Linked DNA regions of Mus musculus: all the other regions are linked to region 1. A link is a contact called in public promoter capture Hi-C data. All regions are on one chromosome and are shown on one strand. The core of a region is the stretch at or near the end of the contact, and the rest is flanking DNA. Distances in the headings are between cores, read along the strand shown. Region 1 holds the start of Zfp619 (zinc finger protein 619). Region 2 holds the start of AW146154 (expressed sequence AW146154). Region 3 holds the start of Uri1 (URI1, prefoldin-like chaperone). Region 4 holds the start of A230077H06Rik (RIKEN cDNA A230077H06 gene). Region 5 holds the start of Plekhf1 (pleckstrin homology domain containing, family F (with FYVE domain) member 1).

The links. Promoter capture Hi-C pulls out the DNA fragments that hold promoters and counts their contacts.
Region 2: a contact with region 1 is called in a promoter capture Hi-C map of liver, with 18 times the contacts expected there. The contact joins the promoter of AW146154 here to the promoter of Zfp619 in region 1. A contact is called at or near these places in 6 of 39 promoter capture datasets (cranial neural crest, embryonic stem cells, hippocampal neurons and 2 more), 1 of 484 Hi-C or Micro-C datasets (CD4 T cells), 2 of 115 datasets of contacts at active chromatin or transcription factors (astrocytes and neural progenitor cells) and 1 of 9 other capture datasets (adipose tissue).
Region 3: a contact with region 1 is called in a promoter capture Hi-C map of pre-B cells. The contact joins the promoter of Uri1 here to the promoter of Zfp619 in region 1. A contact is called at or near these places in 1 of 39 promoter capture datasets (pre-B cells), 1 of 484 Hi-C or Micro-C datasets (CD4 T cells) and 1 of 9 other capture datasets (adipose tissue).
Region 4: a contact with region 1 is called in a promoter capture Hi-C map of second pharyngeal arch cranial neural crest. The contact joins the promoter of A230077H06Rik here to the promoter of Zfp619 in region 1. A contact is called at or near these places in 2 of 39 promoter capture datasets (hippocampal neurons and second pharyngeal arch cranial neural crest) and 1 of 9 other capture datasets (embryonic stem cells).
Region 5: a promoter capture Hi-C map of embryonic stem cells shows a contact between it and region 1, with 2.8 times the contacts expected there. The contact joins the promoter of Plekhf1 here to the promoter of Zfp619 in region 1. A contact is called at or near these places in 1 of 39 promoter capture datasets (embryonic stem cells) and 1 of 115 datasets of contacts at active chromatin or transcription factors (astrocytes).

The regions. Positions count from the first base shown.
Region 1 is chr7:39,516,319-39,519,481 of GRCm38.p6, forward strand. Zfp619 (zinc finger protein 619) reads left to right here and starts at 1,448. Exons shown (of 4, transcript NM_001004139.2): 1 at 1,448-1,546. The coding sequence starts at 1,544.
Region 2 is chr7:41,498,360-41,501,522 of GRCm38.p6, forward strand. It overlaps AW146154 (expressed sequence AW146154), which reads right to left and starts at 1,531. Exons shown (of 4, transcript NM_001033530.3): 1 at 935-1,531. The coding sequence starts at 937.
Region 3 is chr7:38,017,998-38,021,160 of GRCm38.p6, forward strand. It overlaps Uri1 (URI1, prefoldin-like chaperone), which reads right to left and starts at 1,555. Exons shown (of 11, transcript NM_011274.5): 1 at 1,113-1,555. The coding sequence starts at 1,223.
Region 4 is chr7:40,896,823-40,899,985 of GRCm38.p6, forward strand. It overlaps A230077H06Rik (RIKEN cDNA A230077H06 gene), which reads right to left and starts at 1,502. Exons shown (of 5, transcript NR_040329.1): 1 at 1,377-1,502. Vstm2b (V-set and transmembrane domain containing 2B) reads left to right here and starts at 2,456. Exons shown (of 5, transcript NM_021387.3): 1 at 2,456-2,627. The coding sequence starts at 2,546.
Region 5 is chr7:38,226,257-38,229,419 of GRCm38.p6, forward strand. It overlaps Plekhf1 (pleckstrin homology domain containing, family F (with FYVE domain) member 1), which reads right to left and starts at 1,738. Exons shown (of 2, transcript NM_024413.2): 1 at 1,685-1,738.

The DNA.
Region 1 (3,163 bases), core at 198-2,697:
CTCCCACTGGGAATATATATCTGCTATATATGTGCCAGGGGCCTCGAGTCGGCCCACGTATGCTCCTGGTTCAGTCTCTGGGAGCTTCCTGGGTATTTACAATTTTTTTTTGATACTTAAAATTTACTTTCTGTAGACATTTATCAAGTGCTTATTATATGATAGGTGGAGTATGTTTGAGATGTTTGAACAATTTTAGTTTAGGGTATTTCCATAGCTCAGGCCAGCTCTGCCTCAGTCTTTGAAGTTCTGAGGTTACAGTCCCTTGCCCCCAAGCCCAGCTTCATTTTCTTGGCATTAGTTTGTTGGCAGCTGAAATAAACCAAGTTGGCCTTGTACTCACAGAGATCCACCTGCCTCTGCCTCAGGAACGCTGGGATTAAAGGGATGCGCCATCACAGCCCATGAACCCACATTCTTACCTCTCAGTATCAATTGATAAGTATCTTATTAGATTTCATTTTATTTCATGGGCAAAAGTAGAAGGCATGAGTTCCTCTGAAACTGAATTTACAGGCAGTTGTGAGTTGACAGATGTGTGAGCTTGGGAAGAGAACTAAGGTTCTCTGGAAGAGCAATACACACTCTTTAACCTCCTATCCTCCAGCCCTTTTATTTATTTCTGTAATTAGTTTTTTGCCTTCAAGTTTGAGGTGGGTACCCAAGATTCAACCTCTGGTTTCAACCATGCTATGGAAGCATTGTATTACAGAGTGTTTCTGTGTTGTGTGTGTTTCTGTTCTGAGACTGGCCTTGAATCCAGTCTGTAGCCTTGTCAGATGCCTGATTTTCCTGCCTCAGCCTCCCATGTACTGGGATTACAGGACCTAGCTAGACTGGTCTCTAAATTTGGCAGTCTCTTTATCCCCACCTCCCTTTCAAAAGTAAATAACAGTTGCGCTTAAATTTTTTTTTTTAATCAACTTTTGGAAAAGCGAAATGGCTCAGCGAGTAAAGGTGCTTGCTTCTAAACCCTATGAATTGAGTTCGATCCCCAGGACCCATAAGGTGCAAAGGGGCCATCAACTCTAGCTAATTGCCCTTTAACTTCCACTCATGCTCTGTGGGACACATGTTCTTCTGCCACACTTTTCTTTTAACTAAATACATGCAATTAAAATTTTTAAATTAACCTTTTGTATAAAAATTCACGGCGATCCCTATACTAGCCATTGCGTGTAGTGGACAGTGCGAACGCACGACTCTAGACGGCAGGTCCAGCTCTGGAAGGCAGGAGTAAGTTCCTAAAAGGAAAACTCCTTCACGTGTGTACTCGGGGGACAAGCCACGGGCCACAAGGACCCGCTGGGCTGCCTTTGTCTCTTCGCTTCCACTCTCTCCTGTCACTCCGGCCTTGCTAGCCATTCAGAGCAGCCAGACCAGCTGTCCAATAAAGGGCGCTGCCGAGCGGCGAGAGGCGGGTTTTTCGCCGCCATGCTCCGGGTTCCCCTTTAAGGCTGAGCGAGGTGCCACTTGAGCCGCGCTTGCGAGCTCCGCTGCCAGGACCTGTGGGGAGAGTGCAGTCGAGATCGGAAGCCGCGCCATGGTGAGCAAGGGGCTGCTGTCCTCAGACGGGGAGGAGAGGCGGGCTGAGCCCCGGGAGGCCGTCTGGTGGAGCCTCCTTGCGGCTGGAGCGGAAGCGCTGTTCTGGGCCCCGGCTCTGGTCAGCTCCGCCCCTCGGGCCGCGCTTGCGTAGAGCGCAGAGCGCGGTGGCAGGAGGCTCCGCCCCTCTCGCCTTTTCGGGTGACGTCACTTTGTTACGGGCTCTTAGGCAGTGTTGTGAGTCCAGTTCGTCTCAGTTATCTTTAAGAGGTTCTGTACTTCGCATTTCATTATTTAGGTTTAGAATACACTTAGAGTTAATTTTCGTGACAGTTATAAAGTCCTTTATTAATTTCTTACATATAGATGTTAAGGTGGCTCACTAATATTTATTAATGAAGGGAATTCCTTGAGTTTTCTTTGTTTCTTTGTCAAAAACAGCTAACTGTATTCTTTTACCTTTATTTCCTAATTTTCTCTTTATCTTTTTATTGTGAAATAGGACATTTGTTTTGGCTTTTGAAATAGGGTCTCTCTACGAAGTCCTGGCTCCCTCCGGAGCTCTCTTTGTAGACCAGGCTGGCCTTGCATGCACTCACAGATATCCTGCCTCTGCCTCCGGAATGCTTTGATTAAAGATGCTGGGCTGAGAACATTCTCCAGAGTAGATTGCTTTTATTATTGTAGTTTAAACAAAGTTTTACAGTCAGATGATAGTGCGCGCGCGCGCGTGTGTGTGTGTGTGTGTGTGTGTGTGTGTGTGTGACCTATTCTAGTGTGCTGACTGTTTTCTTTAGAGATAGACACTCATGACTCAGTCTATGCTTAAACTCGCTGTGTTACCGAGGGTTAACTTTGAACTTCTGATCTTTCTTTTTTCACTCACCGCAAGAGTGAGTGTAATTCAAAAAGTGAAAGAAACTCGAAGTACGGAACCTCTTAAAGATAACGCAGAGAAACTAGACCTGCAATACCACCCGATTAAAGACTAAAGATATGTGTCAGCCATTTCTGTCTTTATGTAGTGCTTCAAAAGGAACCCAAGGCTTCTTCCTGCTCCTCAGAAGGCTCTATACCAACTGTGCTACTTACCAGTCTCATGTGTTTTCCCTTCCCGCACAATCTTTATTTTTAAGATTTATGTATTTTATATGTTTGAATGTTTTGTATGCATATTACATAATGCCTAGTTCCCTCGGAGGGGAGAAGATGGCGGTAAGTCCCTTGAGCTTGAGTTGATGTTTGTGAACCCCACGGGTGCTGAGAACCCAATGGGGAATCCCTTGCTAGAACAAGATTTCTTAACCACTTAGCTTTCTCTTTAACACTGCAGTTTTCTCATCCTGTGTTCAATTTCACTTTGCGAGGTCAAAAGACCCAGGGGTCTTATATCACACATGCTACATATCAGATATTTACATTATGACTCATACAAGTAACAAAATTACGGTTATGAAGTAGCAACAAAATAATTTTACAGTTGGGGGTCACCACAACACGAAGAACTGTGTCAAAGGGTTGCAGCACTAGGAAGGTTGGGAACCACTGCTTTAGACTTTGCATACAACCGATAGAATTAGATTTGTTATTAAGTAGCTAGAACTTCTTTTTTAGATTGTGT
Region 2 (3,163 bases), core at 281-2,780, 2.0 Mb after region 1:
TTTACTCCCAATACATGAGGGCGTACCTGGCTCTATCAAGCATGTTCCTGGGTTTGAGAAAGAGCTATGCCATTTTCTATACATAAGGGCCTCACAGAAAGCCTTGCTTGATCAAGCCAGTCCTGGACCCAACAGTGTTTTCCCTTTTCAAAGAGTTGCCAGCCGGTGTTCTCCTGCGAATATGGCAGAACTATGCTTTTTCTCAAGAAGAAAACTAGCAGCACTTTGTGATAAACAGCCTTTAATGTTGATTGGGACTCTAGAACGCTCCCTTGAGCAGCCAGTTCTTTGCTATGAGGATGGCCCTAGTGGCTGGTTGCCAATCAGAGTAGCCTCCTTTGTTAAGCACTGGAGCACTTTTCTGGACAATCCTAGTGAACAAATATATCTATCCTAGCATCCTGATCTCTAACGGGTCTGGTTAGCACACTACTTATCTGTAGGGTGTCTCAGAGGCATTCCTCCCTCAGCTAAACTCTACTTGCTGTCCCTTACTATCTCCTAAGCATTGGTAAATCCTTTAACATCATCAATTCTACTCTTCATCACAGTTTGATATTGGAGTGCTACCCAACATGAAATGCCTTTTACAACCTCTACAGAATTAACTCCAAATAGGTCTTACAGCTAAATGTTAAATGATAGGGGAGTTAACTTTTAGAAGTAAAGAGAAACTAGGCCTGAGTTTGACATCCTGCTAAGGATGTTTCCACACACAAGTCTCTGTGCCAGATGCTTTGAGCAGATGCAGCCCTCATAGCGAAGTTATTCACATCCACTGCTGGGTTCAGGGAATGACTAGGACAAAAAGGGAAGTAACAGGTGGTCAGATCTGGCCACACTTACCACCCAGACCCAGGGACAAGCCACCATACCAGCTCCTGCAACACAACTGCCTGCTCCTCCCCCCTGTGGGCAGTGGCTCTGCACTCACCATGTCGCGAATTAGCAATTTGCTAGAGCTTCCCTCACAGCACCCAGCAGCAGCGCTTAGAGAAAAACAATCAGAACTTTTCCAGCCCGCTCCGCTACAGAGCTGAAGCTGCCGCAAGGCACCCGGAAGATCCCGCCTCCTTTTCTGACTGGCAGGTCCACCTCAAGGCTCTGATTGGCCCTTAAGTCTTGAGTAACGCGAGTACCTCCCTGAGGGTTAGGGTGTGCAGATGAGACTCCGCATGATGGTTGCTGGCCGGGTCTTCCAGTACAGTACCAGACCTTTTCCAGATACATAGAGATTTGCATTTCAGTAGCACTTGTGTCTGTATTCTACCCGTCTGTCTTTCCATCCCGCACCGGGAAGGACCCATCACCTCAGCTCCTGCCGCCCAGCTGCCTGCTCCTCCCCTTTGTAAACAACGACCCTGCGCTTTCTAAGTCGTGGTGGAATCTGGAGCTTGCTTGAACTACCTTTATTCATTAGGCACTTCCCCTTCTTCCTCCGGAAATGAAGGTGGATATGTAATGGAAATCAAGCTTGAAAATTGTAATTCCCAAATTTGACCTGTAAGCCTCACCTGCCCAGGAACCAGGTTACTTCTAGGAATGCTGGGAATTGTAGTTCTTTGTAAGTAACAAGTCCTCGTGGGAAAGTACGGTGGCCAAATTGATTATCTGTATAAAGCCCTACAACATGTGACCGGGGGCTATCCCAGCTGGGAAATTCTGTGGATATTTCTGATCCAGATCCACCGCTTGGTCAGTACTTAATATTTAATAAACGGTTGCTTCAAATTTGGACGGAAATGGTTGATTTGGTTTTCCAATAAAACTCAGGTTTAAGGTATGGAAGCGCATAAGGAAATAATGGTCCCAAATTCGCTCTTCATTCCGGATAATCGAGGGGTGGGCTGACCCAGCCAAGGTCTCCGGGAAATGCGTTCCCTCTGCAGACTCCCGGGGTGAATGGCAGACTCGGAGAAAAACAGTAAGCTTCCTGTTGGTTCCTGGATTCTGGTTAAGGGGATGGAGTTTGTACACCCGTTCGGGCAATTGAGAGATACCTATCGTTTGTTTGTTTGCTTGTTTGTTTTAGTAATTTCTACGTAATTGGGAGTTCATCCAGGGCCATCAGTTATTTTCTGATCAGTTATTTGCCATGGGAGCTCTGGAAACGCCCTCTACTGACGCTGGGAGGTAGAAACTTAAGTAACCCCGCACTTGAGAACTTCAGCTAGGTCCCAATGCCTAGGCTGTCCAACTAATCAGAGACTTCCAGAGGATACCAGGAATTCCAGGGATTATACAAGGAGTCCGCTGAAACAGTCTCCCATCGGTTAAGTTCTCCTAGATTGATGAAACCTCTGTGTAACACCAATTCAATCTATATTGTTGACTCCTGTTTTGTGTTTTGTCCACTTGTCTAGTGCTTCCTCGTGTGTTACCATAGGGTGGGGGAGGGGGGCGACTAAATTAGAGGAAGGCACAATATAAGAATTTACGGACTTAGAAGCAGAAAAGGCCAATTCTAAATATCGTTGTCTTAGGTATCTGATCTGTCTTTGTGTGTTTTGACTTAAGGCTGTAAGGCACAGTGGCTCAGGGAGCTCCGGGTGCAGCATACATAGTTCCGACCCCACCTGCATCTAACTGACTGTGAAGTTGTCTCTCAATATGAGATGCTCTGACTTGGATTGTATTCAGAAGCTACAGACTCTACCCCAGGCTCAGATACTTCTTCTGCCTTCTCCTACCTGTGTCTAGCTGGCAGGAAAGCTGGGTCGAGAAAAACTTAACATTTTAGAACACCAAGTATGTATAAGGTAGATTTGGAGATAGACAATTCACAAATAGCACTTGGGGCTCATTGGATAGCTTTGTAATGTCCAGAGCTCTGCCCCCAACTGCACAGTGCCAGACCCAGCTCCTCTCCAAATTATGGATGAATCTGTGATTTCTATTCTTGTAAGATTTGTTATTTTGGGCTGGTGAGATGGCTCAGTGGGTTAGAGCACCCGACTGCTCTTCCGAAGGTCCAGAGTTCAAATCCCAGCAACCATATGGTGGCTCACAACCATCCGTAACAAGATCTGACCCCCTCTTCTGGAGTGTCTGAAGACAGCTACAATGTACTTACATTTAATAAATAAATAAATAAATCTTTAAAAAAAAAAAAAGATTTATTTAAAAAAAAAAAAAAAAGATTTGTTATTTTATGGGTAAGAAT
Region 3 (3,163 bases), core at 305-2,804, 1.5 Mb before region 1:
GCAAGCACTAGCTGGACTGAGATATTTAAAAAAAAAAAAAAAAAAAAAAAGGACATGAAGTTGGAAGGGGGATGTGTGGGAGGGAAAGGGAGTTAAGTTGAAGGGACGAAATAGATTTAACTGACTGCATGTACAATTCTCCAGGAGTAAATTCCAAATAAATAACATAAAGTTTACACGCAAAAATATTTAAATATAGAAAAATAGAGCTTCTCAAATGTTTATGCAACTTCCTAAACCTTTATTAATACCTCACTCTGGCAACAGGACATGTGACGTTTAAGCAAATTAAATGTCGCTTTTCAAAGAATTTCAAGGCACGTCAGGAGAATCAACTTGAAAACCTACAGAATCCACAGGACAATTTCACATTTAACAATCGAGCTGTAGTTCTTAACTACATAACATTTCCTTATAAAAAAAAATATATAATAATTCCCATTCGGAGATTCTAAGCATTCTCCTCTCCTCTGGTAGATCAAAAAAAAAAAAAAAAAGTGGGGAAAGCCTTGTTTAATAAAGGCTTGAAGTTAAAATTTAACAAAGGCCTTCTCTCTTGTCGACTACTAAACCTAAGAGCTGGATTGCACAGGAAGTGCATCATCACCAACGTAGTCAAACTTGGACGCTCAATCAAATAAGGATATCTCGTGTGTGTGTGTGTGTGTGTGTGTGTGTGTGTGTGTGTGTGTGTGCGCACGCGCGCATTGTACCAACGTTTAGATAATAAATAGCTAAGGGGTAAAAAGAGTGACCACTTCTGTTCACAGTGTAATCCCCGAACCAAAAAGGAAAAAAAAAAAAACACGTATTTTTATTTAGTCCCAACAATTGCTCTCTCAGTTCAGGGTCAACCGATTATCCTATCCCCTGCATCCTCTGTATTCCCCACATCCCCGCATCCCTTCCGGGGAAGGTCAAAGGGCCACCGACAAAAGACAACAAATGCACGTGACAAAAGTTTCTCCCGTGGTCCCCGCGGCCCGAGGCTGCGCAGCTCGCGCGTGGGGATCTCGGTTTCACGCAGAGGGCTGGCCGCATTAGAGGTTGCTCAGAGTGTCGCGGCCACATGCGGAAGCCGGCCAGGGCCGGAACCAAGCGCGGCCTGTTACCTTTTCCTGCTCCTCGCGAAGCCGCGCCACCTCTGGTGCGCGCAGCGGAGCGGCGGCTGAGGCCTCTGCAAGGGGCTGGGGCTCGGGCTCGGGTTCGGACGGGGGCTCCATGCCCGGCGCCGCAGCCTCAGCGAGGCGAACAAGTCCTAAACAAGTGTTTATGGAGACGGCGTGGCCGGCGGATGCCCAGCGCCCGCGCGCTCGCCCTCATGCACTGCACGCCTCTCTCTGAAGAGGCCGCGCTCACTTTCGCCGCTGCCCCGGGGGCCGCCGCTCGCGTCCGGGCTACCCGCGGCCGCATCTCACACGCGCATACCGCCGCCGCCGCCGCCGCCGCCGCCTCGGAGCAGCAGGCCCTACACCAGGCGCGCCACGCTCTTCTCCCGCAACCGGGCCCAGCTTAGCGTCCCGCGACTGCCGCGCCTCCGCGCACGCCCCGCCCCTCGCCCCGCCCGCGCAGCACGCCGGGAAGCTCTCAAGCTCCGCCCTAGGGGGCGGGGCTATGGCGGGGACAGGGCCTCCGGGTGGGGTGGAGGCTGAGCCGCTCAGGACCCCTGCACAGGATGAGAGGCGGCGGGATAGTGGGTCCCAATTCGCTTGGCGCTGCCTGTGGTGGTAGGAACTTAATATGAGCACTGAGACTGTTTCATAAGCTCATTTAATTTTATCAAATTCAGCTGTTTCCCATGCCTTTTAATGAACTAATGTGGTTTAATGAGCTAAAATGCACAATATACAACTATATTTTTGCGTATGTATTAATTACTGTACACATTACAATTTTCCTTACATATATTAAGCTGCAGTATTAATATTACTATGTTACTACGTATGCACTGTGTAGCACATTTTTCAACAACAGCTGCTGCCCTATCCCATGTATTTTATAATTCTGGTGTTTTGTTTAACAGTGGGGACCAAATGCATGGCTTTGGACTTGCTAGACAAGCACTCTACCAACTGAGCTAAATCCCCATCCCTGTTCCACTCAGTATTTTAAAAATTGGAAGCTGGAGCAGGGAGCACACCTTTAATCCCCAACAGTTTGAAGGCAGAGGCAGGAGGGTATCTGTGAGTTTGAAGCCAGCCTGGTCCACATAGCAAGTTCCAGGCCAGCCTGAGCTGAATAAATCTCTTGGACTCACTTCCTCCCCCTAGCCCTTTGTGCAGCCTCTGTTTGTGGCAGTCCTCTAGTCTACCTTGTGGCCTTGTCCTAACTCTATCCCAAGCCCGGACAATAGGCATAGATCCTATTACCTCAGTATTGTGTGTATAGGAACAGGCTGGCAGGCACCTGCAGAATTCTGGCCCTCTGTGGGTCTGTTTGCCCCTATCTTCCACTTCTGTTCCAGCTCCCAAGTCCACATCCATCCTTTGATCACTTGCATCAAGAAAGAAAAAGCAGGGACGATTGGGGAAGATGGTAAATATGAATTTCTCTCCCTGCAGATGCAGCAACCTCTGAAACACAGTCAAACTCTGAGCACTCATCTTGCCTCCCGCCAATAGCAGCATCCCTGACTCCTAGGGCACCGCAGAAGCTACTTCTCTAGTGCTGGGCTTTGAATATGAACTGACCCCATGTGTTTCAATACTTGGTCCCTAACAGGTAGTACTAATTTGGAAGGATACTTAAAAATTAGGATGTACCAGGCAGTGGTGGCTCACACCTTTAATCCCAGAATCTGGAAGGCAGAGGCAGGCAGATCTCTGAGTTTGAGGCCAGCCTGGTCTACAGAGTGAGTTCCAGGACATCCAAGGCTACACAAAAAAACCCTGTCTTGAAAAGTGAGGGGGTGGGGAATTTAGTATGTCGTTTAGAATGTAGAACCTAAGTGGAGGAAGTCGGTCAGTGGGGTAAGTCTTTGGTATAGCATCCCTGGATACTACCTGTCACTCTCTGCCTCTTGTTCAGCTGTGAAGTAAACTGAGGCAGGCCATGCCTCCCTGCCATAATACACTGAATCCTCTGGAATGGCATTCCCTACAGAAAGTGATCTAGGATAGATTTGTTTATGTTTGAGTGCATTTTTAGACATGTATCAAGCAAA
Region 4 (3,163 bases), core at 252-2,751, 1.4 Mb after region 1:
ATAGGTTTGATAAGGACCTCTTAGCTGTCATGTTGAGAACTGATGCATAGAAAGTGTGCACCCAGTGTCTGCTATGTGACACGCACACGATGTCAAGCAGCTATTACTATTATTCTACTACGACAGTAACACCAACGTATGACACAGGCAAAAAAATCCCCACCAGACAGAACGGGTGGAAAGAATCCACAGACCTTCAGAGTGACCAAAGCGTACCTCCCTGTAGCTGCTGGCATCCCTCCAGCAAGCCTGGTCACTGGCCATCAGTCCTTGATTGAATCTGGTACTGGGAGAGAAACTCACTGCCTCTCCAAACAAGCCAATGCACAGTGGGATAGCTCATGTCATCATATCCCTGCTTGGAATCAATTCTCCAACTGCTCCCTTAGAAACCTGCCATGGTCCTCCTGTGTAGCACGATGCAAGTCTGCCCCCTCCCTTCAAAAGCTGAGGACGGCAAGAGACCTGCAAGGTCTTGCATTCACAGACCTATGGTGGTTTCTAAAGAGTGGTGGAATGTTCAGGGGGAGGCAGGCCAAAGTATGTATACATATATGTAGAGGGAACAGGCAATGGGGACCCTGAATGAAAGGTCTACAAGGCTTTCTGCTCACAGAGCATCAGCGAGTGACCACAGGGTGAAAATGACCCATTGGCCACATAAGGAAGAGGAGGGGCAGAAGAATGCAGTGCCCGTGGTCCTCACTGGTGAGGGGAAAGCTTACAAAGAGCTACCAGCTTCTTCTCTGGAACTGTGTTCCTGTTGTCTTAGACAAGGGTGGCCACTGGGAAATTATTTCCTTTTTGGTCTTCTGTCTTCACTAACCAGTAGCTCATTGTCAGAGATACTTGGAGAGCTCTAGCATTCAGGGGAAGTTCACTGGGATGTGCCTCCATAAGTTAAGATAAAGCCAAGTAATGAGACCAGACCAGACCACTAGCTGGGGGATCCCTTGAGGAAGAGAGAGACCCAAGGAGAGCTCTATGGCTCTCCCAAGCCCTTGTGCCTGGACTGAACTATCTCATCCACCCACACACCCCTTAGGAAGGCAGACTGAACTCTCTAGGTGGCTAAAAGATATGACCCATTCTAGGTGAAGGCCAGGGAAGGTTCAGGGATACAGAAGATGCAAGCGTGGAGGATGGGCTCTGGAACGTGTACTCCACCTCTGCCTGCTTCCACCCGGGGGCTGGAGGATCCCCTTTGCTTTGGGTACAGAGTGGGAAATGGCCAGGAAGAGCTTGCTTGCAAGGACACAGGGACTAGCCCTCTCTCTGGGCAGGAAGACGGTCCCCACCCAGAAACCTCCTGAGCCCTGAGTCGTGCCCGGCGCTCCCCATTTCACCCCACCCGCACCACCTCTGCTGTCACTCACGGCCACTGCCTGCTGGCTCCCTGGTGCGCTCCGCGCCACAGGCACCTGCTCGCCCGGCGCTGGACGCTCAGTTCTTGTTCCCACACTGCGGACTCCTAGTCTTCACTGTCACTTGGTCTTGCTGCTGGCCGGACATAGCACTCCTCCCTTCTTGCATTCCCCTGGAGCCCACCCACCCGCCATGGCCCGGGTCTGGGCCAAAGAGTGGCGTGGCTCGTGGTCCAAACCTGGGTAAGGAGTTGGAGACACTGGGGGCTGCGGAGAGGGTGGGGGACACACAGAAAGCAGGGTGGAGCAGCTGTCTCCAGAGATGGACACTGGGAAGAAGCCAGGAGTTTGGGTGGGAGGACCCCCTAAGCAAAGCAGACGCGGGGTGGGGTTGCGCTGCAGCTAGAGAGATGGTGGTCGCTACGAATGACCCCGCGGCGGGGGCGGGAGGTGGGGGACGACGGGGTAGGGGCGGGGCGGACTCCGAGAGGAGGGCGGGGGTGATGCTGTGGAGGAGGCTGCTCGCCACCCAGCCACTGACCGCCCCCTCCATTCCTCTCCCCTCCCCCCTTTCCCCGCCTCTCTCGGGCTGCGGGTCGGCCACGCTGGACCCGCTCTCCCCGCGCTGCGCTACGGTCGGACGCCAGGTCTGCACGCCGCGGCTGAGCGCCCACTCGCCTTGAAGAGTGAGCGGTGGAGAAACCAGCGGGGGCGGCGGCGGGAGAGCTCCCCGGGAGTCGGAGGAGGTGGCAGTCGGGAGCCCAGCCAGAAGGAGACCAGGAGGCAGACGTTGGTGCCTTACAGGCACTCACTCCCTTCTCCAAGGATGGATCCTGGCGCAGTCCGGCAGTTTCCTGGCCCGCCCGCCAGAGTCTGAACTGCGGATCCCTATTCTCCTGTGGAGCACCGGACTGAAGGAGGTACAGACCGAAGGATCCTCCTGGAGGGACCTCGTCTCCTGCGTCCCCCGCGTAGCGCCCCCCGCCGGAGCCGCGCCGGGCCAGCCGGCAAGGAAGCTGGGCTGATTGGCGGCCGCCGGCGGCCAGGGGAGGGGGCGCCGTGCGGGGCCATGGCAGGCTCCGAGGCGTCCTAGCCGGAGCTCGAGCCGGAGCCGAGCCCAAGCTGCCGCCGCCGCCGCCTCTCCGCGCCGGGCCCCCGCCGCCGCCGCAACCCTGCGGGAGATGGAACAGCGGAACCGGCTCGGCGCCCTCGGATACCTGCTACCTCTGCTACTGCACAGCCTGCTGCTCTTCGTGGCCGACGGTGAGCGCGGGAACTTCGCGGCCGCGATGGGCTCAGGGGACCCTTTGCTAAGGCCACGGAAGTCTGCCCGCTGGCCACCGCGGAGGAGGAAAGGAAGCGGCAGGCTTTACGGTCTCCAGCAATTCGGGTGTGCAACCCAGGCTGGGAGTGGGTAGGAGCACGAGCGCAGAAGAGGGTCTCTGCAGCTGTGGCGTCCGCTTAGGGAGTCCTTTCACCCAGTCCCCGCTAAGCAGAGGAGGCCTGCAGCAAGCCAGAGTTGGCGCTTCCCAGCCCAGCTCCAGTGATACGGCCCTACCTCCCCTAAACCCTGCACGACCTGGAGGGGAGTAGCCTGCAGCAAGTGGCGGACCCCCGCTGCCACCTTTGCAGCTGCTCCCTGAACTTTGCTGGAGCCTCTCGCCCAGGGTCACTTAGTAGCTGGGGACAGGAGTGTGGGTGAGCCCAAGGCCCGGTAGCAGGAGACCGACCGCCTCAGCCTCGGGTAGCCCCAAGCTCTCCCAACCCTACCCCCACCTCGCCTATCCCCTGGTCACGCC
Region 5 (3,163 bases), core at 488-2,987, 1.3 Mb before region 1:
ACCTTAGTGAAATACAACCACACTCAGACTAACACAATCTAACATGTATTTACTCTCTGGCCCCTTACTGGTAAAATGCACAAGACACCTTGCGTGTGGATGTGGCTCACAACAATATGGGTTCTGTCCTGATGCAAGTCCTCAAGCCCTCTTGCTCACTGCAGTACAGCCCTTAAGAGAGGTCTGGGGCCCTGAACTCAGGAAGGAGTGAGGTACGGGAGTAAGAGGTAAGGTTACAAGGGGCAGGCAGGGCCTGTCTTGCAGGTCCACAGGCCAGTGTGAGCATTCCAGAGTTATTACAAGGGTACTAAGGGAGTGGCACCACCCAACAGAGTCACTGAGACCTTCTAGAATCTTCCTCCAGGAGAACAGATTAAGGAAAATAAACCCTTAGGTGCTACTTTCTTAGCACCCACTGTTTGCTAGACACAATGTTAATTAAGCACAAAGCATGGCTGTAACTCCGTGCCCATGAGCCACTTCACAGTCACCACCCAAGAACCTCAGGAGTGGGCCCAGCTTCCAGATAAACTCTGAGCCAAGGTAGAAAAACTTTGGCCCAGAGGGCATTCCTATAATCTAGCATCTGGTAAGATTAGATAGGAAGGTAGAGAGTTGTAGGTCAATCTGGACTATACAAGGAGACCTTATCTCAAAAAAAGCAAAATCTTTTGGGTAACCTGGTGTTTGTGGCCATGTCCTATCCCGGGAATTCACATGATGAAAAGGAGACAATAACTTCTGAAACTTTTGGCCCTAGTAAACAAAACAACACGCCCCCACCCCCCCAAAAAACAAACAAACAAACAAACAAACAAACAACAACAACAAAAAAAACATGCCCTGGGTCAGAAGTTCTTAAAATCCAGAGTGTGTAGTCTTTCCTACTGCCTGACTTTGGTGTCTTTCACCGCATAACACACAGGGTAGTCAGTCCCATCCCGCAGGCCACAATGCCAAACCCCTCCTTCCTTGGCGGGACAGGGTTGGCCAGGTCCCAGTGCTCAGACAACTAACTGGCCTAGCCACTCTGAGCAGCTCTGAGGGCTGACGTGGGCAGGACGCACAGCAAATGAAGCACTTCAGCTTACAAAAACCGCAGGGGTCTTGACTCTAGCACTGATCGCCCCTCCTCTGCAGCCTCTGACCGGGTAGAATCTGATACCGGTTTTGTTCACATTCTAAGGACTGCGCCCTCTCCGGGGAGTGCACACATTCCACTGAGACTTGGAACTGCCGGTTTCCCTCCTGCTAAGGCCTGGGGACACCTCTTTATTGTACTTCAGTTACTCCCTAGGAGAATCCAGGCCCGGTCCCACACCAATAACTTCCTATATGAAGAGTCGCGAACTCAAACTCTTCAGGGTCCCAAATCCGAGGCTATTGAGAACCGTCCCTCCCAACCCAAGACGTCTCTGGCCAAGACGAGGTTCCCGGAACATCACGGGATAAGGAGAGGGTAGAGACTCTGCGGAGAACCCTTCTCCAACTCGCGCACAGTCCTGGGACTCAGTGGCCCTAGAGTCCCAGCTGTCAACCCCTTCCCAAGTCAGAAAACAGCGAGCAGCCTCTGCTCCAGTGGAGCCCCAGATGCGGGTTCCTGAGGCCACCTCTACCCACAGCTGCAGACCTGGCAGGGTGGAGGGCGGAAGGGGAGCGCTCTCCCCCTCCGTAGCCTGCTTACCTCCCGTAGGAACCTCCGCGTCCGCACAGCCAGTCCCGAACTGGCGCCCGCCAATCCCTGCGCCGCCCACGCCTCCGGGTTCCAATTCTCTGGTCACGCCCCTTCGAGGGACTCTGGACCAATCGAAGCCCTGGCACGCAGGCGGGGGCGGAGCCGGCCCGAGTTCTCCAGAAATGTGCGCGGGCGTAATTAAACCGCTGGACCGTAAACGGGTCAGCAGCGGTTGTGCGTGGGGACGATGGGCTGATTCCTGGTTGGAGTCCGGTTCCCAGCTTTGCTGGTCGCCACACTCAAGACTGAGTCGGCGCTGGTCAGAGGAACAGCCTGTGAGGGAAGCAGGCATGACGGAGTGGTGGGCCCTCAGGTGCCCCTGTTACTATGATGTTACTCTTTTCAGCCACAGAGACACACGTTTTCTTAACGATCAACAGAACTTTATAATTTTTTTCCTAGAGGAAAATGTCAAAAGTACACGGGAGGAAATTAGTTTAGTGGACCCCAGGCATTCATCGTGTAGATCCAAGACGAACAGGTACCCCGCCCTGGCTACTGGTGTCACTTAGAACTCAATTCCAAGGCTGCTTTCCCATCTCACCTGCCCCCACGCAATTCTCATCCACTGTCTTCTGGTTCCTTAAAAACCACTCCCACCCTTCGCCCTCTCCCTCCTTTGTCATTTCAGTGTCACCTCCTCAGAGAGGTCTCCTTGGCCACAAAGCAGCAGTTCTCAACTCCATCCATTTTTTATTGTCTTGTTACCCCTGGCTGACCAGAAATTCTATATGTAGACTAGGCTATCCCTGAACTCATAGAAGCCTTGCCTCTGTCTCTAGACTGCTGGGCTAATATTAGTCTATAGTGTCAGTTTGTGTTGCTAAACTGGTTACATTGAAGAGGGACTAGCTCTGGTTAGCCTGGTACCCGCTGGGCCAAGACCAAACTGGGTTTGGAAGGGGATGGTGTGGCCCTCTGGTGATGGTGTTAGGGGCAGACCCTTCCCTAAACTGTCCCTTAATCCCTACCATCCCCCACATCCTTACCCCACCAGCGCTTATTGATATTTCTTTTAGGTTTGAAGTTTGTTTAATCATTTACAAAATGCACTGCTGTGAATATTTCAGATGGGGAGAAGACACATAAAAATAGAGACTTTTAGCCCCCCCTCCAGTAAACTCACAATCTCAAGTTCTAGAGAAGTACTCCACCAGTGAGATATTATATCTCCAGCCCTGACTTTAGCTCATCTTTAATCATAAGATTTAGGGATCTGGGTGTCATATGCCTGTGATCTCAGCACGCAGGAGGCTGAGGCAGGAGGATGGAGTTTGAGGGCAGCCTGAGCTACATAATGAGACCTTGTCTCAGTCAGTCAATCAAGGATTTGGCAATATTGGTTTATTTATGCAGAGGTCTGGTCGTTTGCTTATATTGTAATGCTAAATTACAATATAATAACAAGGCCAGGTTGCTTCCAGGGAG